4 separate regions of the Mus musculus genome follow, and regions 2, 3 and 4 are each linked to region 1. The links are chromatin contacts, called in public Hi-C and HiChIP or PLAC-seq maps. All regions are on one chromosome and are shown on one strand. Each heading gives the region's core, a stretch centred on a gene start, on an enhancer-like site or on the middle of the called end of the contact. The rest is flanking DNA. Distances are from core to core; before and after follow the strand shown.

Region 1 (2,890 bases), core at 215-2,714:
TACTCAGCATTCTCTTCTGTCACAGCAATGGGGAGAAACTGTCAGCTTTGTTTGATCTCGTTCCATCGTGAATGCGTATCTGTGTGTGGGAATGTGCACACGTGCCTGTAAGTGCCCCTTAGAGTCCAGAGAGAGGGTCCACGACCCTCTGGAACTAGAGTTACATGCAGTTGTAAGTTGTCCAACACGGGTGCTGGGCACTGAACCCCAGGACCTCTAGAAGAGCAGCAAGTTCTAAGCACTGAGCCATTTCTCCGGTCCAATTCTGTTCTCTTTTTAAAAGAACTATAATTTGGGGTTTAAGATACACTGTAGGTGTTCAGTTTAATGATCCCACATGGGTGTGTCAGTGAAGACATGCTGTGGCCATGTTTCATTGAATTAATGGTGCATTTTAGAGTATGAGAATTAAGGTTATAAATGTCAATAACAATATGGGACACAGGGCACCAGCCTCCATGTCCAGTGTCATGTCCCCCAGGTCACAATGTTCTAAAGCAGGCATTCTGACTACTAAATTCACTCTTCTTTTCGTTTAGAAGGGAAGAGCACAATAGTTCAGCCTTTAGAGTGGGCAGGCGTGATGCGTTGTGTTGTGTGGTTCTGGGATGCAAACCCTGGATCTCCCACAGGCTAGGCCAATACTGTGTCAATGAGCCACACCCCTAGATCCATCGTCTTCATCCTCCAGTCAAAAGAAGTCTGAACCAACCATTCTCTGGGCAATGGGTTTAACCACCAGAGAAGACGGCACTAAAATTAAGTGAAAATGAGTGAAATTGGAACCAGTCTCCAAACTGGGGTGAGGCCCAGCTGGCGCTGGGAGTTCACAGGCAGTGCACACACTGCCACCCCACATCCTCTAGTGAGTCAGTCACCTTCCTGGTTCCACATGAGTGGCCCAACGCTTCACACTTTCTTTCTCTGTCTCAGTTTCTCCCACCCAGCTTCTTGCCTGAGCAGTGTGTGGAGGTGAAGGAAGAAAAAGCTACACAGGCCTTGAAATATCTCTCTCTGCAAGGAAGAGCCAGGAGAGTATCGGGGCCCAGGCAAACTTCCTCCAGGCGCCACCCAAGCCAGCAGCGCAGAAGAGGTGCACTTGCAGGCCAAACCTTTGAGAACTCCTCCTGCTGACGCCAAGCTGCACAGGATGCCAAGAGAGCAGCAGTGCAAACAGAAACCGCGGTGCAGATCCCTTCGTGAAAACCCATTCGGCAGTCTGGCAAGCAGCCCTGCCCTCTGCTACTTTATTCCCTCGATTCATTGACGTAGATTCTTTCATATCATAACAGCAGCTGGCCAAACCCAGCTGGAATGTTTGGTAGCCTTCACCTCCTTCTTTTCAGGGTGAAGGTTGGAAAGAATCCTCTCAAAGAAGACCCACAATGCACTGCAGTAGGAAGGCTAATAGGCCCGCTCTACCCCCACGCTGGATGCACTTCCTCTTCCTAGCTCTAGGGGCGCCACAGCCATGAAGCTGCGCTGCTTTGTCCCGCTGGGGAGCATGCTGGTTGCAGGGCAAGGGCTGCTGCTTGGTAACCACCCCCACCTCACATATGCGAGGTTGATGCGCCTAAGGAGTGCTGGGATTTCACTATGGTTTATCCCTGAACTCATCCTGAAGTGAAGCACTGTGACATATTAGGAGGGTAGACATTTAATCCAACTGTGGAATTTACAGGAAGGGCTTTGGAAGGGTGAATAAGTGAATCCTGGCGGCTTTGTAGATAGAAGATGGGCCCGTGAGATGGTTCAGCAGGTAAAGGCTTGCGGCCAAGCCTGACAACTTGAGTTTCATCCAGGGACCAATATGGTAGAAGCAGAAAAACAACTCCAGCAAATTGTCTTCTGGCCGCCATACAAACACCTCAGCATATGCATGCCCACACAGAAATAAATCAAATAAAAAAATTTTTAATTAAAAATAAGAATAAAAGGAGGAGAAGCAAGGTGTGGTGGCACATGCCTGTAAGCCCAGCAGAGGCAGGAACGTTGCTGAAGGCTTTTGCCTGGTCTGCACAAGGAGTTCCAGGCCAGCCTCAGCTACACACACACACACACACACACACACACGTGCACTTTCTGTCTCTTCCCATGCAATGTTATGTGACGCCTCACAACTGTCAGCAAGGTCATCACCATGGCCAGATATAGTGACGAATGCCTGTAATTTCAGACATCTCTCCACCTGAGGGTAGAAGCAGGAGGGTCAGGGATTCAAAGCAATTTCAAGGCTAGCCTAGGCTACTTAAGAACCTGTTTCTAAAAAAAAAAGAAAAGAAAAGAAATATATAATTACCAGATATAACACTTTGGCCTTGCCCTCTCCGACTCACAAATCAAATTTAACCTCTTTTCATTATAAAGTAGCCTGCCTCTGGTATTTTATTACAGTAATTAAAATGGTATGTAACAGTAATGGATCTTGTTGTTGTTGTTGTTGTTGTTGTTGTTGTTTATTAAACTCCCATTTCAGAGTTGAACTTGTTGGGGACACCTATCCAAAGAGACTGCAGAGATTAGTCCTTCTCTGATCTAACGTACTCCATATCGCATAAAACTGTAGCTCCTTGCCCGAGTGATTCCAGTGTGCTACATTCCACATGCGAGTGCTGAGACAGAAGGATTCAACATCTCATTTACACAAGTGAACAATCACCACCTGCCCAGCGCAGACCATGGCACAGACGGAAAACTCACTTGCACACACTCGTCAAACCAAATTAGGAACATGTGGACACATGGGCAGATCAAAACCAAATCACTAAAACAGACATGCCTCCCTCCCCCGGATCACCTAAGAGGAAGAATCCTCACACTGGGTCACAGCACCCACCCCAACCACCAGATCCTAGTCCCTGTTCCCAGAGTTTCCATCCAACACGATCCT
Region 2 (2,890 bases), core at 267-2,766, 200 kb before region 1:
CAAAGCAAAGGAACCCACCTTCCCACGGTCTGACCGTGGGGACCCGGCTGCGGGGGCAAGGAGCGGCAGATGCAGAGATTCGCTGAGGGACACCTCCCACCCCGCCCCCATCCCATAGGTCCTGGGATGCCCGACGCCGCGGCGCCCCTCACCCAAGGGGCCAAGGCTACGCCGGGGTGTCCCGGAGGCTCCCTCCCCACTTTTCCCGGGGCCGCTGGCTGAGCAACGGCTGCAGCAGTTGCAGCAACAGGCCCGGTATCGGCGGGAGGACGAAGGAGCGCCCCGAGCCCAGGCTCCACAGAGCCCGCGCCCGCCCCGTCCTGGAGTCCGCGGCGCGCGGGGCCCGGCTCCCTAACGCCCCCTTACCCGAGGCGGGAGCGAGGCGGTCGGCGCCGTCCCCCGTCGCCGCCGCCGCTGCCTCCAGCTGCAGCTGGCCGCGGCGGGAGAGTGGGAGGGGTGCTGGGGTGGAGGATGCTACTCCCGACTGAAGGGAGAGGAAGAAACGGAAACAGGAACCGCGGCCGCCGCTTAACGGAGCCTTCGGCGCCACTGACTGAGGGAAAGCGCAAGGCGGCGCGAGCCAGGCAGCGGCTGACAGCGCGAGACCGAGCGCGAGCCGGGTCCAGGACGCGCGACCCCGAGCAGCGCCGGCCCCATTCCGTGAGGAAAGGGAGGGACGGGTTGGCTGGGAGCCGGGGAGGGGGCGGCGGGGGCCTGGAGCCCAGAGAACCCGGCCACTCGGGTCGGCCCGAGACCACGCGCGCACGCGCCGGAGTGGCTCCGACCGGGAGCGCAGGCGGGGAAGCCGCCGGCCGGCGCGAGCGAGGGAGCGAGCGAGCGAGCGTGCGCGCGCGGAGAGGGGCGCGCGCCCCTCGGCGTCCCAGCCTGCTGGGGGAGGGCGCGCATGCGCCGGCCGCGGCCTCCTCCAGCGACCCTGGCATGTGCACAGGCTCCGCCCCGTCCCCTTCCTCTCTGTGCGGGTGGACAGCGGAGCTGCAGCATCCACCGGGCCACGGCGGGACCCGAGTTCCAGCCGGACAGCGGCCGCGCGCGGGCTCCGGCTTTGGTCTCTACAGGCGAAGGCCGCCTGAGGGTCGGAGGCTGAGGGGAGCAGCGCTCCCCACGCCCTGGCCGGCCTGGCCCACCACCCAGAGGCGCACCCCGCTGGGGCTCAATAGGGCTCTGTACTAGTTTCGGGGTACTCTCTGCTGCTCATCCGCTGAGGCACCAGCACACAGTGCCACCTCGGCTCCGGGCGGTCCGGCTACCCTGCGGGCTCTGTCTTCATCTGAAGAGAAAGAACCCCGCAGAGCCCGAGTTCGAAGCCCGGCCGTTCGCAGCCGCTGCTGCCTCAGCCCTTCGGAGGCGGAAGTTTATTGAGTACAGGAGAGGAGAGGCTTTTCCCTAGGATGCTTCCTACCCGCTCGCACTCGGGGATCCTGACGCCCGCGATGCTGAGCCGAGTGCCGAAGGGCTACCTCCGACAGACCGTCCGGGAGGGCGAGCTGGGCGGGAGGACCCAGCCGCGCAGCCAGGGCACACAAAGTAGTCGCGGGCCGAAGGGGTGCTGCCGGGGCCAATCAGAGCGGGAAAACCAGTGAGTGGAGTGCGAACTGGCCAATCAGAGGGCCGGAAGATGAGCTTCCCGTGCCGAACTCTTCCCTGTAGCCTGGGGACCAGATCCCAAGCCTGAGGACTCAGCCGGGTGACTGAGTAGAAAAGCTGCCCTCAAGACAATTATTCCTCCCAGCACAGATAAATACTAGTAAATACTTTGGAAACGTATCTCTGAGTAAACAGGGCCACCCTTTTATATGCTAGTAATCAAAAAAACACAGAAAAGACATTAAAGAGGTCGTAGCCTGCCAAGAATGCAACCTACCTAATAACTCTCATAAATTCCCAATGTTTATTCTATATCAGGAACTGTGTTTCTAAAATGCAAAGGACAGTGCTTTTTAAAAAGGAAAAAAAAAAAAATGCCTGTGCCTTCAGGAGCTCCGCACCCTGAGAAGCTTTTCCGGACCTGTGACTGGGTTAATGTCTCTTCGAAATAAAGCTCTCTGAGAAAACACCGTGGCTTATTGAAGGTCACACAAAACTCTGGTGAAGTCAGAATTATGATCTAGCCAAAAAGCTTGGGTGTCATCATTCAACAAATCTGTAGTCATTTATTAAATGCGTAGATAACTTCCGTGAGACTCTCAGTTCTCTGTTGCAAATAAGCAAAATTTAGGCTTATACTGTACTTAGATGGATTAAGGGCTAAAATTTCAACAGTCAAAACCCTGAATTATTTTTCCTTTTGTGTGAGTATGTGCATGCTAAGGGTGTGTTTTCTCCTGGGCTACACCCACAGCCTGGAACATTTTTAGGAGTCAGAGGTAAAATGTTTACTTTGAGGCTTCAGCACAGCATTTAAAAAGCACTTTAACAAGGATGTATGGCTTGAATGTATTCAAGGGAAAAAGAGGAACCATTTCTAGTTAATTAACACACGCTACCATTTGCAGTACTTGAAGATCTCTACATTCAAAGTTTTATGTGTGCCTCGAACTCTCTGCTCCTTTAATCTGGCTTTAATTATCTCCTAGGAAATATTAAAACTATAGGAATCAAAGCATCCCACCTACTTTCTATTTAAGAAAAAGCCACTAGAAATATTTGTGAAGAACTTAGTACATCTTTATAGAACAGCATAGTATATAAGAAAGCGCCAAACTGATGACTCTGAAATACAGTGAGAAAGTAGTTCTTCAGCAGTTCAGGTCTCTGCTCAGTGTCACAGTACGCTGCTCTCAAAGATCCTTCAGGCCATGCTCAGGATATAGTTACCATCCCAGAATTAGAAGTATCAGCTAAGCAACTGATATGTGGGAACAAATCTTTT
Region 3 (2,890 bases), core at 159-2,658, 160 kb before region 1:
TCAGGTGAATAGGGCGCCACCCCTACCTGCCCCTCTCCCAATGGGGCATCTAATACAGGATCCCAGCTATGTCTCATCTAAAGGGGTGATTCTCTAGTAACAGAGTAATAATCACATGAGGCTTCTTTCCCTTTCAGATTTAAGAAACGTGTCTATCTGTTCCCCTTCAATGCCCCTTAGTTCCTTAGTCACCCAAGACTTTGTGTTCAGGGTCTTAGTTCCTCATTTTTATTGGAGTCAAAAGACAAAGTCCAAACTCCAAAAAGGAGTTAGACTGGAGGTGGGGAGCAGAGGAGAGGACCTTGGCTTTCTAGATTCGACAAGCCTAGAGGGTCATTCAAAGCCATGCCCTCTCGGAGGCTTGCGCCTCTTCTGTGCATGGCTCTAGGGAAGCCATTGGTGCCTGGCAGTCAGGTCTCTAATGTGCTTCTCTGCAGGGTCTGAGGGCAGCAGGCTGGTTGAAAGGCCAACAGGAAAGAACTCTGTAAGATGGTTACATGGCCCTGTATTTGAAAATGAGAAAGCATTAGCTAGCAGTAACAGTGGGAAATGCTGCTGTGAAGTCTGCAGGAAGGGTTTAAAGCTCCTGCAGAACTCCTCTACCGTCCATCCCCCACCCCAAACTTAGCATTCAGCTCATGGCTAAAGCCTCAAGGACAGTCTCTAACTACACATGACCTTGGGTAAAACAAACAAACAAACAAACTAGACAAGGCTCCTCACAGTGGATTTGGCAGGCAAAGTGCAGGCAAAGTAGGCACTGGGAAGATAAACATTGAGTTTTCCAGCTAGGCCACATAACAAAGAAACAACTTTAATCCTGGTGATTTTGTTGAGTAGTTCAAGTCCTCACCCTTTTCTCCACCACTAGACAAAGCTCTTGCATTCTAACACAGTCTTACCAGTGACCCCTCACACAAGTCAGATCCAGGTGGGGCCCACAACCTGATTTTCACTTGATTTAGAAAACTAAAGCCATGTATTTTTCTTGCTCCTTGGTGATGGAGTATGAACTCGTACCTCTTATCTAGGCAACACTCATGTGGGGTAGGGTTCAAATGATTCTCAGATCACAAGGCTGCTGGAGGAGCTGCCCTGCTCTGCCCACCTGCATTTATTTGTCTTTAGTTGGCAAAAGACAAATTGTCCCAGCCTGGTTGGTAATGCAGCGTCCACAAGAATGCTTGCTTAGGGAGCCACACTGTTCTTTATCTCCGCAGGTGTGTTTCCATCACGTGATGATCTGGATCGGTGGTTCCCAGTTCCCAGTTCCTGGCTTCAGCTTGAGCTCTCCAATTCTGAAAGCCATCGCTGAGAAGTAAATAGTCCTTCTCTGTGTTAGCCCAGAAAACACCGGGGGTCCCTTTACAGAGTCTATAATGAGCATTTCCTGGCTCCTGTGGTTACAGAGTTCTTCTCTCCCTTTCCTCAAGACCTGCTAGCCAGGGCTTCCTGTTGGCAAGCAACTCGCTGGCCTCTGCCAGGGAGCCATGCTGAGTTCTGAAGCCTGCCCTGCCCTGCCCTGTCCAGAGCTTCACAGGTCACCAGCAGACCAGCCAAAGCAAGAGGTCTAGGTATAGGCAGGGTAGTAAGTGCTGTGCTGTGCTGTGCTGTGCTGTGCTGTGCTGTGCTGTGCTGTGCTGTGCTGTGCTGTGCTGCGCTGTGCTGTGCTGTGCTGCATTAAATTTCTGGCAATCTTGGCATCTCTAGCCCAGAGAATAATTTCTATTGCAGTTTCAGGTTGCCTTGGACAGATAACTTACTTTCTGAAAAATACTGACAAAGAAACTAAGAGGAGAGGCCTCCCTGAAGGTTCTGCCCTTTATTTCAGAAATGAGAGAGATAAGCTTTGTCAAGGATGGCTGCTCTGTAATCACTCATATCTAAAGTGCTTGTGAGATGACTGGGTATAGTGGTACATACTGTAATCCCAGTACTCAGACAGGAGATCACCTTAAGTTCAAGAATAGCTTGGACTACAGCATGAGACCCTGTCCAAAAAAAAAAAACCAAAAAAAAAAAAAAAAAAAAGTTTTTGGGCTCCTATGAAGCCAGACACAGTGTTACCTCCCTTTTTTACATGCTGGCTCTTTTCTGAGATGATTGAGAGAATCAGGAGTCTGAACAGCTCTAACAGAGATCAAGAGAACAGATATTGTGGTTGAATCTCACAGACTCCTCAGAAGTAGAGTCGGAACCTTAAATCATTGTGCTGCAAGGTCTCCTGTGATGGGGCAAGACAGTGCAGAGGTTCTTCCATTTTGGATTTTTACTGGGTCATTTCAGGTTTAAGTAGAGTTTGAGCTCCTTAATAAAGAAGTCTGTGGGAAATTACCCAATTCTATTCTAGAGATCTGAGGTCAAGATGGTGCAGCTAACTTATCTTCTGTTGAATTGCGTGCTTGTGCAGACATCCCCTCCCAGCTACCAGCTTAACTCAACTACTGCTAAACTGCTTGCTTGCCCAAAACCTCTCCCAACAGGCACAGAGTGAGACAACAGGATGTAGTTTTTACCTTTAAGAAACCTTTTGCCCTAAATACTCAGAGCTACATTTGGGTCCTGAATACCTGAGTGTAATACCAGCCAGCTGGAATAAATACTATCATTTGTGTATAAACTGTGTCTGAGCGTTTGTCTCTGGTGTAATTCCTGTAAAACTCCTAAAAGGTTTTCATTCAGTAAACTCTCACATGAACATTATCATCATCAAAATACAATATTAAAGATTCCGTGGAATCTTACAAATCTTACAAATCAACTGCTATCAGTTGTCTGTTCTCTCTTCCTGTGCTTATCCACATTCATTCATACATTACACAAAATTATTTTCACAACAAAGATAACTTTACCATATTCATAACATGATCCTGTGATTGCACACTCCTAT
Region 4 (2,890 bases), core at 231-2,730, 140 kb before region 1:
AAAACAAAACCAACAACAACAAAACCCACTGACCAGATCAAAAGCCCAGTATACACCTAAGATGTGGGTTGGGGGTTTCTCAAGAGACTCAAACTTAGATATCTTTACAGTGTATGTGAAAGAGAGAGAGAGAGAGAGAGAGAGAGACAGAGACAGAGACAGAGACAGAAACAGAGAGATATAGAGATTCGGTGGCTTTTTCTTAGTCATCTAGAGACAGGTAGGCAGTAAGGTAGAGAGCGAGACTATAAACTAGTCATATAGCCTGAGACCAAGAAAGGGAAGTGACTGGATCAAGAGCTTATAAAACAAGTCAAACAAGTTGGGAGAAAGAGGATGAAAGTGAACACGGACCGTGACCACTCCCCTGACTGAGCAAGTGACACATGGTCACTTCACTTGAGCAGGGAAGTCTGTAGGCCACTTGCTGGATCAGCTGTCATGCATTCAAAGATGGCCAATCTCAATAGATTATCTCGGTCCCTATCAAATAGTGGCCATAAGCCCCGGGACAGGCCACCACAAGCCCTGGGACAGGCCAGCAGGCAGCATGTTGGTACTCCTGGTCCTACTCCCTTTCCTGGAATTGCTCTCACTTTTCCTTAATGAATCTACATTTGATCTTCTCACTTCTTGTTTTCTTGGGGACCAGACAAGAATCTGAGAAACCAGTGGCTCCAGGTGGCTTTGGTGACCCTTGACCGCCCCCACGCCGTATAGTATCATAGGGAGCAGAAAGGTGTTCTATCACATTCAGCGAACATCCCCACCCGGCTCTGACAGTGTAGTTTACATTGAGGATTAAAGACTAAGCAAAACTTGTTTACTTGTTTCTCCTATCTTAAAAAAAAAAAAAAAAAAAAAAAAAAAAAAAAACTCCTTTTGTAAATAAAAATGTAAAGTGCTTTTAGGAGAGACATTGCTTAGAGTGAGGGGGTTAGAAAGGAGTGCTAAGTGTTCAGGGCCCAAGGAAGCACAGTTCATTGGGTTTTTTTGTTTTTGTTTTTGTTTTTGGGTTTTTTTGTTGTTGTTATTTTTGTTTGTTTGTTTGTTTTTTAAGACAGGGTTTCTCTGTATAGTCCTGGCTGTCCTGGAACTCACTCTGTAGACCAGGCTGGCCTCAAACTCAGAAATCCGCCTGCCTCTGCCTCCTGAGTGCTGGGATTAAAGTTTATTGTTCTTAACCTTCTTGTTTAAGATGGTCTGGAAAGCACATGCTATCTCTACAGGCGATTTTGGTGTTGAAGTTTCTTCGCTCTGCCATCAGGAAAGACAATCTGGACCTCACAGGAAAGGGTCTCTTCCCCTGCCGTTGTCCCCTTGATGTTCCCTCTCTCCAGCCTCAGTAACACTCAATGTGTGCTTACCAGGTCTCTGTTAAATAATTGCATATTCCTCTAACCACCGCCATCCATCCTCCTGGTTCATGTGGCGAGGTCCTCGCTGCTCTCTCTGAGTGTGCACACATCCGGTCTCTGGAGGTAGCCCTTCTAAATGCCACAGCTGAGGCTTACTGCACGCTGGGGGCCGCGCAGAAAGGCAGCTCTCTGGAGTTCTCCTTGTTGACATTTAGAGAAAAGCGTTAGGGCGTTAGCGTTAGGGCTGTAGCAGCTGCTGTCGGCTTGCCTAACCTGTTCTTGGCAGGACCCTGAACTACAGGACTAGATGGCACATTTAAGGGCAAGTGTGGGGTCTGGTAATCTGTCCCAGACAAAAGATCAATTTAAATCCTTGAGCAAGAGGAAGTGCTGCAGTTCCCAGCACAGAAAAGAGGCTGAGGATTTTCATAGTCCTGAGTGTCACTCAAAACTGATCCTCCCCAACACCACACCACCCCCCAATTTTGTTTACAATCTGGTGGTTCTCTGCAACGGAATAAAGCCTTGCTCTGGTTAATTGGTAGCAAAGGTCACTACTTAACAGATGCTACGCGGAAAGGAGCCAAGTCAAGGGTAGCTAGGCTCTGGAGTCACTGCTCAAAGTTAGAAAGGAAACACTGGCTTACTAAATACAGGCGCCATTCTACCCTGCTCCAGCCTTGAAAACAGGGGGAAGGTCCAAAGAGTGGCAGCTGAGCCCCAGGAAGGTCTTGGCCCTTGCACTGCTCTACATCCTGCCAAGGTCATTTCCCAGACTCCAGTGAACCAGGCACTCTCCAATGTTGATAGTGGTCATTTGCAAAAAAAAAAAAAAAAAAAAAAAAAGAAAAAGAGAAAGAAAGAAAGAAAGAAAGAAAGAAAGAAAGAAAGAAAGAAAGAAAGAAAGAAAGAAAGAAAGGGGCAAAGGAGGAGACAGAGGAAGTGCTCTGAACAGAAGAGGAAAAAGGTGCCTTTGAATTCGGAAAACCTAAGGCCAGTGCCTGAAATAACTGTGAGCATTGTTCAAAGAGAGCATGCGCAAAGAGACAGCCCCAGGTGTGGGAGGAAGTGGCTGAGGTGGTCTGAGGACACAGTGAGCTCTCTGAAGGGGCGGGCCAGAGGACAGGACATATTTTAAGCAGCCTTAGAAAGACTTCTTTTAGCATTCTGCAGGAAATGGAAAGCAGATGGATTGGTTTGAAACTTATTTTTGTTTTTGTTTTTGTTTTTGTTTTTGTTTTTTTTTCCTGTCCCCTTGAGACTTGCGGGGCAGAGTTAGAAGTGGACAGGTAAGGTGTTTAAGTAAATACTGTACTGACAGACGGAGGCCTCCCTGTGTCAGAGCATCTTGAGAAACAGCTATTTAGGCCAAAGGGCTTTCATTTGCCTTGTCTTATACAAGTCTGGCTAGAATAAATAGCTACGTGGTTTGCAGCACAGATCTGTCTGTGTCTTGGTGGTTGTTAGTGACCGGATCTTGTCAGTCTCTGTAGAACAAGGATACAGAACCCAGAGCTACAGGCAGCAGCCAA

What was found. HiChIP or PLAC-seq counts read pairs in DNA pulled down with a chosen protein or histone mark. A called contact is a pair of places that touch in the nucleus more often than the background predicts.
Region 2: a Hi-C map of the 63-12 cell line shows a contact between it and region 1, with 2.9 times the contacts expected there. The contact joins the promoter of Fut8 here to the enhancer-like site in region 1. A contact is called at or near these places in 17 of 39 promoter capture datasets (the 3T3-L1 cell line, 3T3-L1-derived adipocytes, the C10 cell line and 11 more), 3 of 15 datasets of contacts at CTCF or cohesin (embryonic stem cells, large pre-B cells and pro-B cells), 52 of 484 Hi-C or Micro-C datasets (the 63-12 cell line, the AtT-20 cell line, B cells and 31 more), 37 of 115 datasets of contacts at active chromatin or transcription factors (the 230-238 cell line, CD8 T cells, DN3 thymocytes and 23 more) and 2 of 9 other capture datasets (adipose tissue and liver).
Region 3: an H3K27ac HiChIP or PLAC-seq map of the HPC-7 cell line shows a contact between it and region 1, with 6 times the contacts expected there. The contact joins two enhancer-like sites. A contact is called at or near these places in 3 of 484 Hi-C or Micro-C datasets (the G1E-ER4 cell line, pro-B cells and uterus), 12 of 115 datasets of contacts at active chromatin or transcription factors (CD8 T cells, the HPC-7 cell line, T-cell acute lymphoblastic leukemia and 7 more) and 1 of 9 other capture datasets (embryonic stem cells).
Region 4: a CTCF HiChIP or PLAC-seq map of pro-B cells shows a contact between it and region 1, with 7 times the contacts expected there. The contact joins two enhancer-like sites. A contact is called at or near these places in 2 of 15 datasets of contacts at CTCF or cohesin (CD8 T cells and pro-B cells), 1 of 484 Hi-C or Micro-C datasets (pro-B cells), 6 of 115 datasets of contacts at active chromatin or transcription factors (CD8 T cells, acute myeloid leukemia, double positive thymocytes and 3 more) and 1 of 9 other capture datasets (embryonic stem cells).

Annotation. Positions count from the first base shown.
Region 1 is chr12:77,038,070-77,040,959 of GRCm38.p6, reverse strand. It overlaps Gm35189 (a long non-coding RNA gene), which reads left to right. Exons shown (of 5, transcript XR_872836.1): 5 at 934-2,366. Among named protein-coding and RNA genes, the nearest start is that of Gm35189, 16 kb to the left of the region's middle. Within about 2 kb of position 1,464, at least 124 of the 459 cell types and tissues checked have an H3K27ac peak or open chromatin away from gene starts, as enhancers often do. A contact at or near this core is called in the 230-238 cell line, the 63-12 cell line, the AtT-20 cell line and 22 more, where this site is marked.
Region 2 is chr12:77,236,730-77,239,619 of GRCm38.p6, reverse strand. It overlaps Fut8 (fucosyltransferase 8), which reads right to left and starts at 1,516. Exons shown (of 12, transcript NM_016893.5): 1 at 1,421-1,516. It overlaps 9530018F02Rik (a long non-coding RNA gene), which reads left to right and starts at 394. Exons shown (of 1, transcript XR_003950200.1): 1 at 394-2,890.
Region 3 is chr12:77,195,834-77,198,723 of GRCm38.p6, reverse strand. No RefSeq gene overlaps it. Among named protein-coding and RNA genes, the nearest start is that of Gm40446, 5.6 kb to the right of the region's middle. Within about 2 kb of position 1,408, at least 82 of the 459 cell types and tissues checked have an H3K27ac peak or open chromatin away from gene starts, as enhancers often do. A contact at or near this core is called in CD8 T cells, the HPC-7 cell line, memory CD8 T cells and 1 more, where this site is marked.
Region 4 is chr12:77,177,036-77,179,925 of GRCm38.p6, reverse strand. All of the region lies in intron 1 of Gm40446 (a long non-coding RNA gene), which reads left to right. Among named protein-coding and RNA genes, the nearest start is that of Gm40446, 13 kb to the left of the region's middle. Within about 2 kb of position 1,480, at least 90 of the 459 cell types and tissues checked have an H3K27ac peak or open chromatin away from gene starts, as enhancers often do. A contact at or near this core is called in CD8 T cells, acute myeloid leukemia, double positive thymocytes and 2 more, where this site is marked.